3 separate regions of the Mus musculus genome follow, and all the other regions are linked to region 1. Evidence: chromatin contacts called from public promoter capture Hi-C data. All regions are on one chromosome and are shown on one strand. The core of a region is the stretch at or near the end of the contact, and the rest is flanking DNA. Distances in the headings are between cores, read along the strand shown.

What was found. Promoter capture Hi-C pulls out the DNA fragments that hold promoters and counts their contacts. Capture Hi-C pulls out chosen DNA fragments and counts their contacts.
Region 2: a contact with region 1 is called in a promoter capture Hi-C map of liver, with 2.1 times the contacts expected there. The contact joins the promoter of Desi2 here to the promoter of Exo1 in region 1. A contact is called at or near these places in 1 of 39 promoter capture datasets (pre-B cells) and 1 of 9 other capture datasets (liver).
Region 3: a promoter capture Hi-C map of hippocampal neurons shows a contact between it and region 1, with 10 times the contacts expected there. The contact joins the promoter of Ifi214 here to the promoter of Exo1 in region 1. A contact is called at or near these places in 3 of 39 promoter capture datasets (hippocampal neurons, liver and pre-B cells).

What each region holds. Positions count from the first base shown.
Region 1 is chr1:175,879,133-175,882,120 of GRCm38.p6, reverse strand. Exo1 (exonuclease 1) reads right to left here and starts at 1,343. Exons shown (of 15, transcript NM_012012.4): 1 at 1,265-1,343; 2 at 921-989. It overlaps Gm36360 (a long non-coding RNA gene), which reads left to right and starts at 1,366. Exons shown (of 3, transcript XR_373723.2): 1 at 1,366-1,449.
Region 2 is chr1:178,185,543-178,188,762 of GRCm38.p6, reverse strand. It overlaps Desi2 (desumoylating isopeptidase 2), which reads right to left and starts at 1,346. Exons shown (of 5, transcript NM_024282.3): 1 at 806-1,346. The coding sequence starts at 847.
Region 3 is chr1:173,534,278-173,537,463 of GRCm38.p6, reverse strand. It overlaps Ifi214 (interferon activated gene 214), which reads left to right and starts at 1,507. Exons shown (of 5, transcript NM_001024721.2): 1 at 1,507-1,792.

The DNA.
Region 1 (2,988 bases), core at 94-2,593:
CATGTAATGAGTGTGTGGGTACATCCATGCAGAGCCCAGAGCAAGGCATTGGGTGTCTTCCTCTATTGCTACCTGTCTATCACCTTGAGGCAGGGTGTTACGGAACCAACTAGGCCCAATGAGGTCTTGGGATCTGCCACCTCTGCCTCCCAATCTCTGCAGTTACCAGCAGGCTCAGGCACAGGGGGTTTTAATGGGGAGGGGGCTGGGGGGAGGATTCTAACTTAGGTCCTCATGGTTGCAAGAGCAAAGGCTATTACCCTCTGCAACTATTCTTTCTGTGTATGATGCATGCGTGATGGAGTTTGAATCGGAGGATGTGAAAGGCAGTCCACCTTGTTTGTTTGAGCTGCGTCCACCAGGCTAGTTAGGTCTTAGGCTGAGCTCTCTGGGATTTTCCACTCTTACCTTCCCCTCTCTCAGCAGTGAGGTCACAGGGACAGGCACCTGATTCAACAGACCTAAGATCATGTTCTTAAAGACTATGGGATAAGCCAGAGGTGCCCTGTTGACACCACAGGAAAGTGGCCATGCCCTTAGCTAGCAGCCCTGACACTTGAGAGATTCATTTACCTTTAAGGTCATGCCCATTAACTATGAATCCCTAAAGGGGGGCATGAACCCGTAATTTTAAACATCAGCCAATTTGGGTGCAGGTGGGTCTGTGTAAAACGAGTCCACTACGTTTAAAAGACAACGTCTCTAAAACATGATTTCGTGCATGCTGGGGGGGGGGGGGGTTGGGGTGGGGGAGGGACATAATTACATTTCGTGAAATTTCCTTAAGTTTCTTTCTTCTAGGCCAACTAAATCTCGAATAAATATTTCCTCTTTAGTATAGAAGTGACTGAGTGCCATGTGGCGCATCAACACCAGAAGGTCGCCGGTGGTACCCGAGGTAACAGCAGCAGCGGCTTCACCTTAGTCCCGTCTCCCGAACGAACAGGCATAGCACACAAGTCCATTCCAGGCGCCGTGGCTCCTCAAACCTGCACAGGAGAGAGCATATACAAAGGGAATTCATCGCTAGGTACGAGTGTTGGTAAGGACACACGTCAGCCCGCCTCTGCGGAAAGCGGGAGACCCGGAGGCCGAGGCAGTCGCCTGCAGGCGCTCCACGCTCCCGCTCACTTCCCGGAGATCCGGGTTTCGCGCCGAGGGGCAGAAGGCACGTGGATCAGAGTCATGGGGACCCCACTTTCCTCCACACGGCCCGCTGCTCCAGTGACCGCCCGGCCGCCCGCATAGGGGCTCGCTCGCTCACCTGGGGTTCAGAACGGCGGCGAGCGGCTGCTGCAAGCGCAGCCATGGACCTTTCGATTTGCGCGGGATCGGGAAGCCCCGCCCAGCGGACATGACGTCCCTGGGCGTCCTGAGCCGCAGCCTCCACCTCCCGCTTTCTATGACCCGACTTTCCTCTTAGCCGAGTCCTGAGCCCTTCCTTGCAAGGTAGGAAGTCCGCCGCCAATGGCCAATGCCATCTCGAACTCGGCGACGCTAGAAGCGAAAAGTCGGCTTGTTTGTGAGAGAAGTGGGGTGGTGGTAAGGGAGGGGGCAAGAGAAACTCTAGGCCCGGAAGTTGCGCTCTCGCCGGTGCTGCTGGGAGTTGTAGTTCTCCCTTGACCAAGCCACTGGATCCAGGTACATGCGTGCTAAAGAACTCCCAACTTGGAGTCAAACATATTTTGTTATTTTAAACCCGGAAAAGGAGCCCAGTTCATAGTTGCTTAATTCCAGGCCAACACCACAGTCTTTCGTCTCCGAAACATCCTCACCTCTATGCAAATTGAAGTTTTGTACAAAGCTTTCATGTTGCTATAGTTTGATTATAGTCTGCGCTTACCCACTTTATTCATTATATGGCTTTATCCCTGATACGAGTTGGGAAAATGTTATCCTTATAACTAAGAAACAAAATGGCCCAATGGTTCAAGTTATTAAACCCTGTATATTGTTGGTTGTATTGGGTCACATTTCCTAGTGTTATCAAGGAAAGAAAACCCCTCTAGTTTCTCTTCTTAATGGACTTTTAAAAACTTACTAATTTTAGAAGTCACACAGCCGGACTGTACATAATTTAGTCTCTTACTGTCTTTGCCCCAGCAGACTCCTCTGACTGAAGCTATCTAAGTGTGAAATTGAAAGACTCCGAGAGGAGCCCCTCGCTCAGGCCTCAGGACAATAGCGGACACCCAAGAACTCATGAGAGACCAAGCTTGATGCAAACCACATGAGGCTTTATTCGGGGAAAGCTAGAGCTCTGGGGACGACTCACATCCCACGCAGGAGTAGAGGAGTCGACCCTGAGGGGAAAGGGGTCTCAGTTTTTATAGGCCCTGGGGGGAAGGAGAAGGGGGGAGTAGGGGATTTCCAGATCTAAACAATGTCTATTCTCAAGAAATGGGTATGGGAGGGGTACAAGGAAAGAGTCTGGTGCAGGTGTAGCAACTCCGGATTGGCTGGGCTGTGGTTGCTGGGGAGATTTTCTGACTCTCCCAGCAACCAATATCACAAACACCTGGCAGTGAGGTGCAGCAGTGGGCACACACATGGGTTCAAGGAATGGTCAAAACATTGGCAGACACACAGGTTCAAGGAGTGGCCAGAGCATTGTGCACCTCTATTTTTTCTAAATCAGTGAAGCTAGTTCTGCTAACAGTGACATCAATCTTGCCAATTTCAGGGCTTCTGTGACCTTTTACATTCTGTCAGGATCTTTTAAAATAAGAATCTTCCCTGCCCATGTCTGTAAAAAAAAAAGCTTTTCTCTCTCTTGCCCTCCATGTAAAGATACCATGTGTGATCCTCTCTGCTCTCTGGGTTCACCTTTAATATCCTAACAATTCAGTGACAAATTAGTTATTCTCCAGGAAAGGAACTCAAAAGATGCACGATGGTATTATCTGTTGTGTTACCTTTCTTTAAACTTACAGAACCCCAAACATCCATTAATATATAAGTACTAATTAACACAGAGTACCTGGTGCA
Region 2 (3,220 bases), core at 97-2,596, 2.3 Mb before region 1:
GAGTGAACACACCCAAACGTAGCCTCCCTGCGGCGATCATTCTCTACCAGGTGCTTCTTCTAGGGGTATTATTGCACTTGGAACCTGAGGGGATCCAGCCTTTGAACCCTAGCCTGAATGTTTTCAGTTCTTCAAAGTTAGATGACATAATAAACAAGGCTGTCTTTCCCTCTCTAGCGGTCACGTCATCCACCTGTTGCATCACCTGGAAAGTGGCCTTCGGATTCTAGGATCACCTCTGTGATCGCTAAATAATTCAATGGCGCTATTTTCTACATAAATTTTCGCTTCTTTCATTTTTATGAGGATGCCTTGGAGGTGAGGGTGTATTGGCTCCGGTTCACCTCTGGGGAGACGCTAGCATCCGCATCGAAGCTGTGACTTTCTAGACTTGAAGGGCTTGAGAGTTGTCGGAAGCCTCGAGCATTTGGAGACAGACAAGGGCCAGCAGGAGCAGGGCAGAGGGGAGCTGAGCAGCTTAGAGGCCAGGTGGCAGTTGGGAGGGAGGTCGCCCTGCGACCGAAGCTTCGCGGATAGGACACGGCTCATCCGCCCAGGGGTCGGGCCCACAGCCAGGGGAGCTGAGGGCTGGGACGAGGCTCGAGCCCAAGCCCTCTTTCGGACTGACTGGGACACCTCCAGGAGGCGCGCGGGCCAGTCTCGGGATTAGAAGACAGCGCGACTGTCCCCTCCCCCCACCCCTGAGAACTAAGCTGGAGGCGGAGGCGCGAGGCAGGAAGCACCGGGCCGGGGTCCCGACCCCTGACAGGGCCGGCCAGCGCGGGCCGCCAGGGGACGCACTCACCATGTCGTAGACGTTGAGCACCACTAACTGGTTAGCCCCCATCCTTCTCCCCACGGCCGCCGCCTCGTCCTCCAGCCGCTCGGTCTCCGCGGGGCGGAGGCCGCTGCCACCCCCGCGGGCGCCTCAGGCAGGGCTCGAGCCGGGCACTAAGCGTCCAGCCCGGCCCACCGCAGCCGGGGCGGAAGCATCCGGCAGCCGGGACCGCTCCCGGGAGACGCTGTCAGAAACCTGTACGAGGACCCGGCCAGACAGGTGGAGAGGCAGCTCCAGCTCAGGCGCCTCCCCTCGGCCGCAGACACGTGGGGGAAGGCGGGGCCTGGGCGAGGGGCGGGCTTTAGGCACCCTGGAGGCGGGGCCGGCCAGGATCCAGGGATGAGCCCGCCTGCGCGTTGAGGCTCTCAGGCTCTGCAGCTGGAGACCTAAAATGGCGACAGGCCGGATGCCTCTTCACCCTGGTGGCTCGAGGTCGCAGAAAGACTACCGTTCCCAGAAAGCAGAGGGAGAACCCGCGATTCCTATTGGGCGTGTAAGCAGTCTGACTACATATCCCAGCATTCACCAGGATATTGTAGGCACTCACGTCTCCCTGGGAGACTACAGTTCCCAGAAAGTCCTGCGAAGAGTTTGTCAGGGGAACCTTCGCTGTTCGTCCTTGGCGAGCAGAGACTCCATTTGCCTTTTAGTTTTCAGTGCTGTTTCTGGTGTTTGTAGCGTGAGATGTGAATCCAACGCAATGTGAAGAAGTGATGACTAAGTTTTCCAAAGCCCTTCTGCTTTTTTTTTAATTTTTGAAAATATAGAAGTGAGGCAATAAAGGGAGGAAGGTTACCCTTGTAAAAGTAGGATGTAAGAAAGTCTCCTTTAACCCTCAAAACGGAATTCACATTTCGTGAATGACAGAAAGCTAGTCAAATATAAGAGAGCCAAGAATTCCAATTAGAGGAGACAAAAGTACATAGACATAAGACATGTTTTTTGTACTTAAGGAACAAAATAAAAGTTCTCTGTGGCTAGAATATAATGAGCAAAGAGGTGATCTGTGGACAGGCAGTTAACTGGTCAGAAGACATCCTGAGTTTTCAGTTAGCTGAGATTGAATATCTATTTTACATTTTAGATTTATCAATTGTGTGTGTGTTTGTGTGTCTCTGTGTGTGAAAGAGTGAAAGAGACTGAGAAAGACAGAAGACAGAGACAAAGACAGCAAGGGGTGCAGGTGACCAAAGAGGACAGAGGGCAGGGATGCTCTGCAACCGAAGTTATAGGCTGCTGTAAGTTGCTTGACCTGAGTGTTGGGAACCAAACTGAGATCCTCTGCAGAGCAACAAGTACTTTTAGTGGGCAAGCCATCTCTCCAAACTCTGAGGTTGGATTTTAAATGAAGAGTTGGTAGGGTTTGAGCCAAGGAACGACATGAATATGTACATAAGTCTCTTAAAAGATTGCTTGAGAGCTAGAGAGAAAGCTCAATGCTTAAGAGTACTGGCTGCTCTTCCAGAGGTCCTGAGTTCAATTTCCAGCAAACACATGGTGGCTTACAACCATCTATATTTGGGATCAGATGCCCTCCTCTGATATGTCTGAAGACAGATATGATGTACTCAGATAAATAAATAACTTTAAAAAATTAAAAATTGCTTGAGTTTCTGTGTGAAATTTTAATGAGGCAAGGGAAATAGAAACATGACCATTAACGTGGTAAATTGTAAAAGTGGCTTCTCAAATTATATATGACCTTTGATGCCTCTCTCTACTGTCTTTAGCAAGCTTTGGCTTGATTTGGTCAATGGGTTATTAACAGATATAATGCAAGAGATTTAAAAGGCACTTTGGATTTGTGGCTTGGTTTCTTCCTCATCTTGGGAGTCTAGTGACCAGCCTTATATTAAAAAGTGTGGACATTAAATTTGTTGGGGGAGTTAGGGGTAGTCTCAAAAATAGGTCCTGGATGTTTGACAAATTTGGGTAGATAGTATGTTATTCATAATATATCAAACATTTGAGGGAGAAGCAGGTTAGAAAGGGAAATGAAATTACTGTTAGGTCATGTTATATTTTCAGTGCCTTTTAGAGTCTCATGAGATGTTGAGTAGGCATTTGCATAAATGAAATGGAGTCACAACCATTAATCTGACTAAAATAAACATTTCAGTAGAACTTAAAGCCTAGAGACTTGTTGGGCAGTCTTTCTGTTGCTGTGATAACACCTGCTCTGACAGAAAGCAGCTTAGGGCAGAACAGGTTTAGGGGTCACAGTCTATCACAGAAGGAAGTCAGGACAGGGCAGGAACTTAAAGCAAGCACCTTGGAGGAGCAGTGCCTGCTGGCTCAATCACTGGTTTATGCTTGGCTAGCTTTTTTAAGAAACTCAAGACAACCTCTCCAGGGGATGTAACACCCAGGGTATACTGGGCC
Region 3 (3,186 bases), core at 258-2,757, 2.3 Mb after region 1:
ACTGTATCTCAGAGATATGAGCAAGTCCCTTTTATAAAGTCAATTGGTAATAAAGAAAACATGATAAAATTAGGCATAGTGGAGAGCTGAATTTTGAGACTGGCCTGGGCTCCATAGTCAGACCCTGCATCGACTACCAAATAACAGCAATAGAGATAAGAAGTCAAAGTGTAACATCACCACTTTGCCACATCACAAATTAAACCATAATTTCTTTCTCTGATGCTGTAATTTGGAATGATCCATACAAAGACTGTCCACAGTGCTTGTCCCAGCTTGGTACCTTTGGCTACCTTGTGGCTATGTTGGGCTTCTGCAGCAGGGATAGGCAAATCCACTGAGACATAAGCAGGAACTGAGCGGAAACAGTAGGATCAACTTCCCCTGGCCTTTCTTTACTACATCAGTTCAAAAGATGAAGAAAGGAAAAGGAAAAACTACATTGGCCAAACAAAAGAAAGATAAAGATGGTATTTTCCAACCTCCATCCACCATGAATAAAGGACTGCAATCAGAATCAATGGTGGAGACACAGCACAGGTCCAGTGGCTTAGCTCTCCCAAGAAAAGCTTCTCTGGCTTTCCTTCCCCTTCTCTCCTTTTTGAGATTAATTAGTATTTTATGTAGTCTAAGAAACTAGTGAAAATGGCACCTAGTCAGCAAATCCATAGTTTCTAGTCATCTACATTGTTTCAGAAATACTTCAAGGTAATGCAATTCCCAATGATGGAAACATGAAAGGATGGCATGTTTTTAAAAGTTCTTAACTAAGGCAATCACCAGTTAAAGAATACTACTTTCCAAAGCCGGGTAAAAGATTTAAACCTAAACTGAGCCTGGTCTACAGAGAGAGTTCCTGGCCAGCCAAGACTACACAGTGAGACTCTGTCTTTAAAAGTAAATAAATTAACAATAGTAGTAGTAGTAGTAGTAGTAGTAGTAGTAGTAGTAGTAGTAGTAGTAACAGAAAAGAGGAAAGCTAAAGCCAAAATCCTTTCTGCTTACGTGAGGTTGGAGTCCTATGTTTCTAACAACATTGGTACTCTGGAAAGTCCAGGGAACTAACAAAGGAGTGAAGTGTTTAAACCAAAAGCAATTTCATCTCAGATTATTTTTTCTTTTTTGAAATTCATTCAAGAGCAGCTAGCAATTGCCAATTTCTCCTGCTGCCATCTGCATCCTGAGCAGGAAAGAAAGAGACCTGGTGACTTAGCTTTGCCTTTTGGGGATTCATCTTTATTTAAAAGAGAGCACATTCCTGGTGACTCCCTTGTGAGTTTGTTGGATACAGAGCTTTTATATTTGGTTCTTGTACCTGTAAGATTTGTAAGAAAAGCAAAACATATCAATGGAGTGTAACTGTCTCTGACTTTCTTATGGTGACTAAAAGGTATACAGGAAAAAACTGTCGAGTTTCAGTCTCTGAGGAAATCGAAAGCGATGCACTCTGCTGGGAGGAGAACTTGCTATTTCTTAGCTCTTCTGCCCACAAAACAACACCCAGCTGAGACATTCAGCAAGCCTCAGTCCATGGAGTGAGTCTAACCTGAGAATTTCTGTAGATTACATTTTCCAGTTCCCAAGAGATTTATTGGTTTATCTTCTTCACACACACACACACACACACACACACACACACACACACACACACACACACCAACTCCTCCCAGTCCCCAACAAACTTTAAGAAGAAGAAGGACAAAAGAGAAGAGGAGGAAGAGGAGTGGAGAAGCCTCTAGTCCTGCCCTGTAGAAGATCTCAGCTTTACATCCTTAGAGAAACATCCAGCAAGGTGAGTTCTACCTGTTTTCTGTAGATATGGTAGATATTGGCTACATCTGTAAAAACAACAAGGACAGTGAAAAGACCTTTGCTGGTTCTTGTGGAGGAGGCAGTGCTGATCTGGTGCCTGCTGCACTCAGCAGTGAGCCCACAGCAGCCGGATTAGGGTCAGTCACTCAAAAAGATGGCAGACATCTTTAGTCCTCCACCACAGAGGAATGAGCTAAGAATAAAACATTTTGCATATTTTAGATTGTTTAATGAACTTTCTAAGTATAAATCTGAATAAGTGGATAATGTGAAGGCTATAATTAGCTCGGATAGGGAGTTCATGGTTATCTGGGATCTGTGGGTGAGTGGGAAAAAGCCAAGATAGTGACATGAAAAATTATTGTGAATAAAAACTGCCTCTGGACATGAAATGAATTTTCTAGTATCCTATCACTAGGAAGTTTCTCAGGATCATAATATATAAACACACAATGGTTTAACCATTTCCCAAACACATTCTGTTTGTTCTCTTCTTCACACCTTTCTAAAGGTGGTATTTCCATTATTGGTAATTTCTACCATCACGAAAGTTGTTTTTGGCCATTTTGTTTTCCTTTTGGTTCTCTAATGGTGAAGTGTAATAGAGTGATGGAAAGTTAATTAGAACACATGTATCTTGCCCATTTATAGAACAGTTTGAAGAATACGTGTACCACAGCAGAGGACTTGGATAGAAGCTCTTAATTGATTTCAAAGTTCTGTGAACATTAGACCAGGCTCGCTAAGTTTATTAATTATTGTAGCTAAACTTTCTAAATCACTGCAAAAGATTTTACTTATTTTTAACAATCAAGAGATGTACTTCTTTTTTATTTATTTTTATTTTTATTTTATTTTATTACATTTCAAATGTTATCCACCTTCCCAGTTTCCCCTCTTCAAACCTACTATCTCATCCCCTCTTCCTCTGCCTCTATGAGGGTACTCCCTCACACACCCATCCACTCCTGCCTGCCTGCCCTGCCATTCCCCAACACTGGGGCATTGGGCCTTCACAGGACCAAGAACCACCCCTCCCACTGATACCAAATAAGGCCATCCTCTGCTACATTTGCAGCTGGAGCCATGGTTCCCTTCATGTATACTCTTTGGTTGGTGGTTTAGTCCCTGAGAGCTCTGGGGGTTCTGTTTGGTTGATATTGTTGTTCTTCCCATGGGATGGCAAACCCCTTTAGCTTCTTCAGTCCTTCCCTAACTCCTCCATTGGGGTCCCATTGTTCAGTCTGGTGGTTGGCTGCGAGCATCTGCAATCTGTATTAGTCAGGCTCTGGCAGAGCCTCCATAGAGATGAACTTCTAAATGTACCATGATATTCTGATCTTTCTATTATTATTATAAGCAAGTCAGCTCAGT